3 separate regions of the Gossypium hirsutum genome follow, and all the other regions are linked to region 2. A link is a contact called in public Hi-C data. All regions are on one chromosome and are shown on one strand. The core of a region is the stretch at or near the end of the contact, and the rest is flanking DNA. Distances in the headings are between cores, read along the strand shown.

Region 1 (4,175 bases), core at 1,459-3,958, 720 kb before region 2:
CCTGTAGTAAGAGGAGTAATTATGAACCCTATAGACCATCCCCATGGGGGTGGTGAAGGGAGGGCTCCAATTGGTAGAAAAAAACCCGCAACCCCTTGGGGTTATCCACCATTTGAGTCTCCAACAATTATTCCAATAATTACATATCCGATTTGACCTATGGACGAATATGCAAGCATACGTTTCATGCTTGTTTGAGTAATAGCAATGAGATTCCCCGATATCATGCTAAGAATAGCTAGGATTTCCAGAAGAAGATGCCATTCGTTTGATGAGAAATAAAAAGGAATATCGAAAATTCGAGTGGCTGAAGCCGAAGCAGCTACTTTCGAAATATGGAAAAATAACTTCTACGCCAATTATTAAGAGAATCAATTTTCATTGCTGGTGATAAAAGTAACTTAGTAGAAAACATTCTAATAAAAGTAAATTAATTTTTTCATCCCAAATGTTAGAATAACATTCTAACCAATACATTCCTTGAAAAGTTATTAACTTTCCATACCAAAGCCTCCCTAACTGTTGCCTTTGGAAATTGAAAAAGGAAATGAAAAGTGAGACGATCAAAACCTTATTGCAGTTAAATAAAATTACATAGTATTATCCATATATATAGTAGGGACGTAGGTCAGGAAACATTGATATTTCTAGAGAAAACATCGAGATATATACATTTTAAATCTTACCATATATTTCTAACAACTGGTTACTAAATAAGGATAGTATATAATCTCAGATTGAACCATCATAAATTGTGCGATTATCATTTCATCTGCGCCTAGGCTGCACTTTGACCTTAAGAGGGTTAGCCATTTCGCAGGAGAGCCTAAGCCTTTCGGTGAGATCAACTGGATTAGCATCCGATTGCACCCACTCGAATTCATGCAATAAGGATCCCACCCAAAAGTTAACAGTGGCCAAACCCAACGTCTTACCTGGGCAAGTCCGACGGCCTGACCCGAATGGCGCCAGCCTGAGGTCTGACCCTAACACCGAGAATTCCACATCAGTACTACTGTCCTTGGACACGAATCTCTCTGGCATGAACTTGAGTGGGTCCACCCAAATTTCTGGGTCCCTGGTGATGGCCCACATGTTAACCATGGCTGTGGTCCCAACAGGCACGTGATAACCATCAATAGTAGCGTCTGTGATTGCCAACCGGGCCCATGATAGAAGTGGGCCAGGCGGGTGCAGCCTCAGAACCTCCTTCACTACTGCCTGCAGGTAAACCATCGATAGAATATCTGATTCCATTAACGCTCGTGATTTCCCCACAACTTCATCAAGCTCCGCCTGCACTCTTGACTGGATTTCCGGGTGAAGCACCATTCTCGCTAGTATCCACTCTATTAAAACCGCCACAGTGTCCGTTCCTCTAAATATCATCTCCTGCGTAATTAGGACAAAGCAATTAATTGTACTTAAAAGCTAAGAAAATGTACATATTATCGTAATCTAATCATCAAACTGATCCAAGATTCCATCTTCGACTGTTTTCCCATCACAGCTAGAAAGCAAAAAACCATGCCTATAAAAAAATAAAATAAAATTGCTTGCTTTGTTGCTTACCCAAAGTACGGCAATCATATCGTTGTCCGAGAGTCTATCAGGTCCAGTAAGAGAAAGTAAAACGTGCACGAAATCATGGTTTGTTGTCTCAGGTTGCAGTTTATGTTGTTGAATGATTCTACTCACAAACTTGTTCACTTTGGGAACAAGTTGGGTGCATCGAAGCCGGATTTTTTGAAGGTCTAAACCAGCGAGCCATGGGAGATGATCAGACCAATTGAGCTTCCCTAATAGGTCGTAACCTTCTTCGACAAGCTGGCTGAGTTGTTCAGTTTCAGTATTTGACGAACCAAGTTGATACTTGCTGCCAAACACCGAGCACATCATGTTGTTAAGAGATGCTTTCTTGAGTATATCCCGTACGGAGAATTCTCCGGTTCCACCCCGACATGCTATTATAGAACGCATTTGAGAGGCGATATCAGACCTCTGTGCCTCGGTGAAGCTGATTTGTTTAGGACAAAATAGATGTGTGGCAGCAATTCTTCTGAGGGTTCGCCAGTAAACCCCATAAGGAGCGAAACCAATGGCTCTGTTGAACATTAAACTGTATGCCGACTCTTTCACTGGACGATCAGCAAAAACGGAACTGTTAAGAATCTCTTTGGCTACATCAGGGTTGCATGTAACCATAACCCTTGTATCACCCAAGCTAAAGGCCATGAGCCGTTTAGCATCAAAACACTTAGCTGCTGCAGAAATTTTATGGTGAGCCAGATTAAGCATGATGTCCATGCTTCCCAGCACTGGGAAACCTCGTGGCCCTGGAATGATGTTATTGTGCTTCGTGGCACCTCTCTTGCGGAGCCAATGATACTTACCCCAGGCAGGGCCTCCAGGGTACAACCAAAAACAGAGGGTCATACCCAGCCAACCCATGCAAAGTAAAAGAAGAAGCCAAATGGAGTTTTGAGAGGAGAAAGTTTTGCATTTGGAAGCAATAAACAAAAGCCAAAAGCAATCAGAGTTGGTTTCCATGGAGATCAGGAAAATGGCGGATGATATTTTGTTTGTTTGTTTGTTTCCTCTTCTGGTTGAGACCATGAAATGAGAGCGTCGCTTATATAGAGATTTTTTTTTTTTTGTGGACTACAAGAGTAACGGTTAAACAGAAGCATTATGAGATATGCCACACGGATCGGCATATATCAACATTATAACGTAATTAAACAAAATCGAAAAGTTAAAATCGATATCATTGTGCGCCGCCACTAGCAAAACCGAAAACGAGGATTCATGAGCATGGGGCCCCTTGCATTCCCCACATTCGTTTCTTCTCGTGGGGTTCATTTTCTTGGAACACGTAAGCCCCTAGCTGCTACCATTCTATCTTTTTCGATCCACAGCTATCAAACCACTAATATCGAAGGCTAGTAGCAGTGTATTACTGGTAATAATTGAACAAGGCAGCCATTCCGATTCGCTATGTTAATGAATTTGGCATCGCTCTCAGAATTTAGGCATCGGCGGTGTATGTGGTGGTCCTGAGCGAGCCCTCCACTTCCAGGCCATATTAATCAAATATCATTCTTTTTCATACCCAATCATGTCGATGTAGTATCTTTCTCTTCTTTTTACTTCTTTTTTATAATCTCATGGACACAAAACTTTTACATGGTTATAAAAAAAATCATGAAAGTAACTCTTTAAGTTTTTCGAAAAAGAAATTAAAAGAACAAGAATCATTAAAACAAACTAGCAGCGGCATTGGTGAATGTTAATTAGTATTTGATTAAAATTAGCAAAATAAACAAGCATTTTTAAGATAGTTATATATATGGGGTGAGTTTGGATTTGGTGAATGTGTTTAGTTTATTTTTTGTCTCACGCTACAATATCGCTATAGTATTTAATATTGTCGCCGTTATTTTTATACTAACTACAAATAAACGCATCAGTCATCCAAACCCATTCATAATAATTAACTCAAGTGAGACCACCTTAAAAAATAAAGAAATATAATATCCCTTTAATTCTCTCCTCATGCAGTTTATTTGTCTCCTCATGTAGGATTTGTTTTTATGAAATATATGTTTTCTTGTAGAGAAATGATTCTTATATATTTATTAAAGGTGTGATATTTCATAAATGATATAATCAGTAAATATACTTCCTACTGAAAAATGTGAATTTGAACCATTTTGGCGATTTAAAACGTGGAAGTTGAGCGACACGCATTTGGAAATGAGAGTGGCCGAAAGATCTTGACGGCCCAACAAAGATCTTTGATGCTAAAGTAGTAGTTTTTATTCTTGTTTATTTTACAACAGAAGAAAAATCTTATGCGGGTGAGCTGAATAAAAGTTACTTGACGCTAACACGTGTGGAGACGTTGCTATCGTGCCCTTGAAATTGAAATGAACCCACGAATCTGGGGTGGATATAGCCGTACCCCACTATCGCGAGTACCGAATCCCACCCCACCCTCCATGCCCCATCGCCACGTGTTCCTTGCATTCTCTATCTGTCCTCTTTCATGTTCATCACTTGCTCCAGTGGTTTCTAAGGTCCCAATGAAATGGCTTTGGGCTTTTAGGACAACCACCCCCACTCAAAAGGCGGATCCTTACTGCACCTCCAAAATTTTGATTTCTTTTTCTCAA
Region 2 (4,172 bases), core at 1,217-3,716:
ACAAACTTCTTTCTTGCTGGCTAGCTTATATCTTTATGATCTTAAAGTAAGGTCACACAAAGACCTGGAAAACCCTTTTCATATCCGTCAAAAACCAGAGGAAATTTGTTCAGGCATGTTCAAAGAATAGCATGAATACAGAGGAAGAAACAATTACCATTACAAACTCAACAAAAGCAATGCGAGTTGAATGGTGGTAGTCCCCCAGCAACCTCAGGTGATAAACCTACATGAGACAATATGTCCTTCTAAATGCATCCTCACTTAGGTTTTTGATGTAATAAATAAAAGAAACAAAACTTTGTAGTCATGGAATAACAAACCTCCCCACAGACTGTTTCGAAAAAGAGCTTAACATCAGCTTGAGTAACCTGCAGTGTGTAAAATCATGTAATAAATGTAAAGAGCCTTTATTGCAATCAGGACTATTATTAATAATCAACATCCCAGAATGCTAAAAGCTTCTCACCTTCTTGTCAATGTTTGTACAGTAGATAGTTCTTGCACACATCTGGCGCTCATCTTCGTTCTGAAAAAGAAATAACAAAACATTTAACAAACTGAATAGGAGAGGAGAATGGCTTATGCATCAATTACTCAAGTTATAAATGAGTTCCAGCACAATAAATTGAAGAAATGAGCCTCACCCTCGGCAAAAATGTTGGGTTAACTGGTGCAATAGCTGTTTTCGAAGGTAGCACCCTAACTGGGTAGAATCCAAGCATAGTCCCTGCATGATTCAGAGCAGCTCGCGCACCTTCTGAACAGTCAAACCACCATGCAGTAGCATGTAAATATCAAGTTTTACAGTTAAATTCACAATCCTTAAATCATGCATCAAATAACCTTATCTAAACATCACCTTCGTCAGTGAACTCAACAAAGGCAAAACGAAGCACGGAATTAGGATCACCACATATGCGGCAATCAACCACCTTCATAAGAAACAAAATTCATTCAGATACATTGCTTTTGATGAAAACTGCTAAGAAGCAAAGAAAACCATATCACCTGCCCGCAACTCACAAATAAACCTGCAAGCTGCTCTTCGGTGACCTACATCCCAACAAGCAAAAGACTGCATGAATCCAAATAACAAAGAGCAGAAATTGTAGAATTAATTTCAGCATCCTAACAAGCTCAAACCTGTTGGTCAATATCAGACACATAAACAGTCCTACGGATAACCTCTTCTCTCTGGGCCATACTTGTCCTATTGTTTAATCTCCTTTTACCTTGATTGAAAATTTTCTTCTGAGAAAATACAAAATCCAGTGAACAAATCCATGAGATTAGATGATTCTCTCATCTACAATTGAGATTATGTATAACAAAAATTTGATAACATTTGGGAATTGAACCTTTAAATTTCATGCCACTTAAAATGTACATGAACCGTAGCCTCAACTAAAATTAACCAAAAGAAAAAACACATGAAATTTTCTTATGCAGAACGCACTCAATAATAAAACAGAAACTTTGAAAACCTTCATCCTTAAAACCCCAAACAAACAAATTTTATTCTTTTTTTTTATATGCTAATTTTCCTCCTTCAAGATGACTAAAATTCTTAATAAAAAACAGTAAACACAGCAATCAATCAACAAATGGGTTTTTGATGGCATACCCGCCTACCAGCACCATTTCCATTAGCATGACCATTCCTCGAGATGTTAGTGTTGTTTTGCAGAAAAGAGTTGTTAATGAAAAACCCTCCATTAAGTTCGTGGTTAGCAATTGAATGGGGCACGAACTCTTCAGCCATGGGGTTAAGCTTAGAGAACAGTTCTTGCAACTCTCTCATGTCTCTCTTGAAGCTATCCCCAACGTCATCCCCAGTACCACCATTGCTCATCTGTAAATCCCCACCGTTGGATCGATGATGGGGGGCACCGATCTTGTCGTATAACCCCTGATCGTTCTGGTGTAAGCTCGGATCAATTCTTGACCCAACATGGTTTTGCTTTGACTGATCCTGATCGTTTGATGCCACTGCTGTTGCAGCCGCATCTTGATTCGAACCATTCTCAACTACTGCCATGGCCTGATAATTATTCCCAAAAAAAAAAAATCTCTTTTATCGACTGATCAAGAAAAGGACCTGAAATTTATAAGCCCAAACATCAAAAAAAAAAAAGATGATTTTTTTTAAATGGCGTTGTGAAATGTAGGGAATATAAAAATGATAGAATCGTTTCGGAAACTAAGCCAAGGCTACATTCATCTCCATTGATGACGAGCAAAACTAAAAACCCACCTCGAGATCACTACGGAGAAAACGAAATGGAAATAAATAACAGCAGAAAACAAAGTAGAGCAGCCAAAAAAAAAAGGGATGATTTTCCTTTTCTTACAGTGTCTGTAACGCTGAGCTTAACCTTTTTTTTTTTTTTTTGAATTGTTTTCTATCTAAAAATTAGGGAATTTGGATCGTTTACTGAAATGTAAAAAAAGAAAAAAAATACATGTCTATGTATGACATGATATTGATGCATGTATGTAGGATGATACTTGGCGACATCCATCATGCGTCTGTACTATGACGTGTCGCGTAGTTATTGGCTGCTGGGCGTAACTTTTAACCATCATAACAGTGAGGCAGTGTTTCAGATTTTACAAGTGAATGAAGGGTGTTTTGGTAAATCAGTCCGATTCGCTAAACTTGGTTTGAAACAAATGTAAAAGATTTAGGTAGGTTTAGGTTGTATTAACGAGCAAAAATATAGCTGGGGACCCAAGTAAATAGGACTGACCAAAAATGCAGTAAAACTTTTGGCATTTAATTCTTTATGTATTTAATAATTCATAAAAAATCTTATTCTAAAAATAATAGTTCATATAATTTTTTTAATATTAAATAAATTATAATCATATTTATTAATATATCCAACACGGGTTAATTGCACCCTATACATTTAAATTGACTCAAATTTAAAATTGATCTCTAAATTTTAAAGCATTCTAATTGAGTTCTTAAAATATTAGTATTGTATCAATTATGTCTTTATATCAATTTAATATTGTAGAAATATGTTGTAATTAAAATTTAAAAGGGTTATTTGTTTTCTTGAAATAATATCAAGAATAAAACATCATGTTTACTTTTACAAATGTCATTCCTACAAGGCTTTTTTAGGTTTTTTTTTCCTGCAAAACATCATCTTAACATCATAATGACCCTTGAAACTTATCAAATTTATTGAGGACCTTTCACTTTAAAATTATATTTTAAAATAGTATGTTATTTTTTAAAATTATAAAAATATTTGAAATGTTAGATTATTTTAAAATATGAAAACTTTAAATTTAATTGTTAAAAGAAATTATAGCATTTTTTTTAATATGAAACATACAAATTATTTTTTTCAAGAAAAATGTTAGATTGCTCATTATTAAAAAGATAGCACCAAAACATAAATCAATGACAAAACCCATAAAGCCCAAATTAAACACCTTCCTAACCAAAAATCCTTAAAACAAAATGCCCCAAGGCCGTATCAGCCTAAAAGCCCTTATCTTAAACTTAATCCCACATTTTTCCTAAAACCCTAAGACAAAGCCGCAACCATCCACCAAAACTTGTTGGTCACTTTCCCTCACTTCTCTTTTAACTTTATCATTTCCCATGTTCTGACCGACTTTTCTAGAACTCTGTTTCTTAGGGCATCCCAGCCATGGCCAAGTTCTCTTCACCGATCCGATTCCATTTATGGATCTGCCCATACTAAAATGCCTTTACTGAGTTCTTATTGTTTCCATTCCATTTTCCCAAGTCGTTCTTCTTCAGCATCTACCTCTCTGACCCACTCACTTTGTTGTTCCTGGACTTTGCTTCAGATGTATTGTCTCTTTCGATCCCCGCATATTGTTCTTCCTTTTCACTGAAGTCCCTTACCTATTCGCAGTAATCCTCGACAATCCTCTACCACAGCGGCTAACACTGCCCTAGAAAGTCTGTTATTTAGATAAGTATCGTCTCCCACCCTTAGTCCCTCTTTTGCAAAGGTATGTGCCACATTATTCCCTGTTCTTGAAGCATATTTGAATTTGCAATTAATAAAGTTTCTCTTTAGGCGCTTAACATTAAGAATATAGGCTCTGATTTCTGATCTATCGTCTAAGGGTGAGTTTGGATGGCCAGTGCGTTTACCTGCGGTTAGTGTAAAAACAGC
Region 3 (4,617 bases), core at 916-3,415, 800 kb before region 2:
CATGACTAAGATATCAAAATTATATAGTAAGAACCTGCTCCCATAGTTCTTCAGCCTCTTTGGTCCGACCACGCATTTTTGCTCGATCAGAGATTGCTATAGCCCAGTTGTAGAAAGCCTGTCATGCAATGAAATTGCATCAAAGTCATGAATGAATATCACTAGTGTATATATTATACAGCTCTACACTTATTTCAGTAAATTCTGTTGTGCATTCAGTTTCTTATCTGGCTTATGCACTCTGAGCAGTCATCATGCCTTTTTTAACTGAAATGGAACTTAAAAAAACCAAAAGATCAGAGTAATGCAATGGATCATCAGCAACATGAACAAGCACACATACATCATGAAGTGTTGGGCAAAGACGAGTAGCCTCGTCATACTTTTTACAAGCCTCCTCTAGCAAGGCATCTTTAGAAGGTGAAGTAGAATCTGGACTAACATTATCTGCACTTTCCTGCAAGCCAAATAAGAACAGAAAGGACATGATATGAGAAATCTGCAGCATTTTGCAACCATTACAATATGCTTAAATTGACAATGTTAAGGAGGCTGCCCTTGCTGTATAATAATAAGACATGATAATCATTATGAATGATGTTAAGCTAACATCAACATTAACCAGTATCTCAAACCTGAAGAACCAATGCCCAATTGTAGAGAGCATCATAATCTTCTGGGTTTCTCTCCAGTGCAGTAGCATACCTACAAAATTTGACTGAAAATCAGTACTATTGAATAGCAGACTCTAAAGCAGCAACATATCAAGCTCGATATGGAAGTAAAGTGTGAAAAGTGTATAAAAACAAGATGACAGTACCTCCTGGCAGCATATACAAGAATCCGTTGACGAGACCTGCCTTCCTCATCAGTACCAGTGACACTATTGATCAACTCCATTGCAGCATTATTTTGGTAGGACTGACGTTGCTTGTTTTCTTGACTGAAGCATATATAAATCATGGAGTAGACAATGGTATCATTCACAAGCAGAAGAAACAAGGATCACATCATATTTATTCCAACAAGACTAGGAAACCTTTACTGCATGAATGGCGGCATATGAAAAAGAACATAAACTGAATTCTATAAAGTGCAAAATCCCAAAACCAAGGGTTCCTTCATCGAAGTTGGAAAAGATTAAGATTACAATTGATGCCGAACTTGAAATTCAGAACTAATTTAATGACTCAAAAGCAGGAAAAAAAATCTAATTGCATCTGAAGTTCAAAGATAACGAGCTTCTAACATAACAATCACGTTCAAGAGTAATGGAAGACCTTTGATCGGAGAACAGTTGCTCATCCATGCAATTAATGAAAATGAACTCGTAGACTAAAAGGAAGAGTACGCCTTAATTGCATCTAGTAGTTTGCCAATAGACAATCAAGAATCAAAATTCTGTAACTTCTCTATTCGGGATATAAAAGAGAAACAGCATAATTTTAGGTTCAGTTGAAACTCGAAGAATTCTCCACATTTAATTGAGGAGACGAATCAACGGGGAGCTTCAAAGATCGAAAGATTTGTACGTTGAAATCTCGTTAAATCCAATTACAAATTAAAGAGTGTAATTTTTTGATCAACTGAAACTCGAAAAGAAAAGGAAAAAAGAAAGTACCTGTAAGGAGACCCTGCATCATCTTCGTCGCTTTTCAACTCACTTAGCAATTCTCTCATCGTGAAAGTCCGGTTCTCCTCATCTTTACGCCGCCCTGGAGGAGCAACTTGGTCGGTTGAAGCTTGTTTGGTCGTCTCATTCGATTGGATCGAGCTCTCATTGTTCGGCTCCGGCTTCGGATCGGCATCAGTTACTACAGGTTCCGGTTTCAGTTCCTCTTCCGGTTGTTGTTCAGGTTGAGATTCTACTTTCAATTCCGATTCCGGTTCGGGTTCGGGTCGGGGTTGTGGCTGGAAACCATTTTGAAGTTCGGATCCCTCAGTCGTTTCGGACATAGCGTTGAGCGAGAGATTTGCGTGCAACGCCAAAGCCGAATCCAAGAAGATCTGAAAGATATATCAAGAAGAGAGAGAACAAGAAAATATAGCGTGTTGAAGCCAAGGTCCAATGCAAAAAAGGAAGTTACTTCAGCCGGGCCGTAAGAAGTCGCAGTAAAAGTAAAACATGGTAAGCTACTATGTAAGAGTACAACTGTTATCTTCAAATGCCAAGATTCCTCCCTCATTACTAAATTTTAATGTATTGAAACCTATGGTCGCAGGGTACTGTTGACCATTTTCCGAAATAATGATTATTAAAAAACCTAAATTTTGAACACGATATTAAGCTTAAAAAATATATAATTAAGTTGGTTTAAAAAAATGATTCGGGCATAGCTTTTTATATTCAAAACCAAAATACAACATTTCTTGTGTAATTTATATGATGGCAAATGAAATATACTTATAATTTAAATATTAATTTTTTTAGAAATTTAATTAAAAATATATAATAGTTATAATTATATAATCGTTAAATATTAAATAAAAAATTATTTTTTAAAATAAATAATATATATATATATATATATGAAAGTGCAAAAGAGTTTAAATGAATTATTTATAAATATGGGTGAGTTTAGTTAAAATTTAAAATTCATATTTTTTCTAAGTTAAAATTGAGAAATTATTATAATATTAATATTATAAGCCTAATTCAAGCTCAACTCAACCCATAAATTCCTTTATGGAACATAAATTCCTTTATGGAAGTAATATTGTTTATGTAAGATTTTTACTTAAGAAGCATTTGTTTCATGAAAAATTATTTATCAAATTTTTTTTTCATAATTTTGTGTTTGGTCAATGACAAATAACGTGATGGATGAAGTTAATTAGTCAATTACAATAAACCCTTTTTTATGCAAGTTGTCTTCTTTTAAGAATTTTTTGAAAAAAACTCAATTATAAATAAAAAGTTTTTAGATAATAATTTACTTGAACCGAGCTAAATATTAATATATTATAATACAATTTTATTTTTAAATTTTAGAAATGCTAAACTATTGATCTCAAATTATACTTTTCAATATTATTAAATATATATTTATATTTACATTTAATAGTACATAATAAATTATTAATATAGTTAAATTATTTATTATTTTAATTAAATTATTTAATATTAAATAAATTATAATAATAATAATAAATTTAAATTTAGAAAATATTCTTACTATACTGTTAAAAATTTTATATTAATATTTTAATAATAATTATATGAAATATGATTTATAAATATTTAGCGATGTTTTACAATATAAATATGAATATTAATAATATAAATATGAGTATTTTTTAAAACTTTACTTACTTTCATTTATTCCTTCCAATTTTAATGAATTATTATCCATATCACACATATAACTTTAAGTTTAAGTTTTAATTAGTCATTGATTATTATTAAGCCTATAAAGATAGGGTAAACTATAAAAATGGTCACTTTTGTTTGCCTTAAATTACATATTAGTCACTTATGTTTGAAATGTTATGTTTTAGTCACTTATGTTATTGTTTTGTTACGAAGTGGTCACTTTACCGTTAAACTCTGTTACCTCCTTAACGACAGTCCTACATGGTAGTCTAAATGGGTTTTAAATGCCAACTTGGATGTCTAGTTGCTAGGATAAAAATAAGTTTTTAATTAAATAAATTTAATTTGGACTACCATGTAAGAAATCCAATTTGGTATTTAAAACCCATTTGGACTGCCACATAGGATCATTGTTAGGGAGGTAACAAAGCTTAACGGTGGAGTGACCATTTCATAACAAAACAATAACGTAAGTGACTAAAACGTAACATTTCAAACATAAGTGACTAATATGTAATCTAAGGCAAACAAAAGTGACTATTTTTGTATTTTACCCATAAAGATAATGCAATTATTATAAGATAAATTTTGATTGTCAAAGGAAAATACTTCAGTTTTTTTAACAAATATAATTTATGATATGAATGTTTCACTATAAACGATTTTCAAGAAATGATTTCATGGTGATTAATTTTTTCATTTCAACATAAATCATATTAGGAAGATGATCGCACACTAGTGTATGAACACTGGGTAAAGAATTAGCACGAAATATATAGAATTAAAAGTAGCTTTTATTACAAGTGTGATAGGTTAGTTGTAATATTTATAAGTGTTCCGATGGAACACTCAGAGTATTCCAATGATCAAACCCAAATAATTGTCAAATTGGTAAATGTGTTTATCAAGTTAATCAAGAATTAAGCAATTACTAATCTAATTGAGTTGAAAATTATTAATGCAAACCAAATAGGAAAATATATGGAGACCAAATCTAAATTATCAATTAAACTATTTAACCTAAACTTTCTTCCTATAGTCTTAAAATATGCAAATGGTGAAAACGATGGTCGATTGATTCGTTAATCGCTAACTAAGTTAACAATGTTGGATCTGGTGCTCTAAGTGTAGTATATTCGTTTGTATACTTGTATTTTTCGAATAAATTGATTTAATAAAATTATCTATAAGTTGCATTAATATTATTTGTATATTATCTCAATGGTTTTTACATGCAAAGAAAAATGGAAGCAAATATTAGCTCATTAGTTATCTAATGTTTGACTAATACTAAGCGGTATTAC

Evidence for each region. A called contact is a pair of places that touch in the nucleus more often than the background predicts.
Region 1: a contact with region 2 is called in a Hi-C map of leaf, with 2.2 times the contacts expected there. The contact joins the promoter of LOC107911625 here to the promoter of LOC107911784 in region 2. A contact is called at or near these places in 2 of 34 Hi-C or Micro-C datasets (callus and leaf).
Region 3: a Hi-C map of leaf shows a contact between it and region 2, with 2.4 times the contacts expected there. The contact joins the promoter of LOC107911608 here to the promoter of LOC107911784 in region 2. A contact is called at or near these places in 4 of 34 Hi-C or Micro-C datasets (hypocotyl, leaf and petal).

Annotation. Positions count from the first base shown.
Region 1 is chrD08:40,741,184-40,745,358 of Gossypium_hirsutum_v2.1, reverse strand. It overlaps LOC107911625 (cytochrome P450 78A3), which reads right to left and starts at 2,708. Exons shown (of 2, transcript XM_016839492.2): 1 at 1,573-2,708; 2 at 1-1,392. The coding sequence starts at 2,616. The coding sequence ends at 769.
Region 2 is chrD08:40,017,858-40,022,029 of Gossypium_hirsutum_v2.1, reverse strand. It overlaps LOC107911784 (polyadenylate-binding protein-interacting protein 11), which reads right to left and starts at 2,466. Exons shown (of 11, transcript XM_016839737.2): 1 at 2,355-2,466; 2 at 1,628-2,044; 3 at 1,147-1,254; 4 at 1,012-1,056; 5 at 863-935; 6 at 648-760; 7 at 470-529; 8 at 324-371; 9 at 158-226. The coding sequence starts at 2,041.
Region 3 is chrD08:40,813,713-40,818,329 of Gossypium_hirsutum_v2.1, reverse strand. LOC107911608 (protein HLB1) reads right to left here and starts at 2,165. Exons shown (of 14, transcript XM_016839475.2): 1 at 1,622-2,165; 2 at 821-943; 3 at 636-705; 4 at 344-457; 5 at 35-118. The coding sequence starts at 1,956.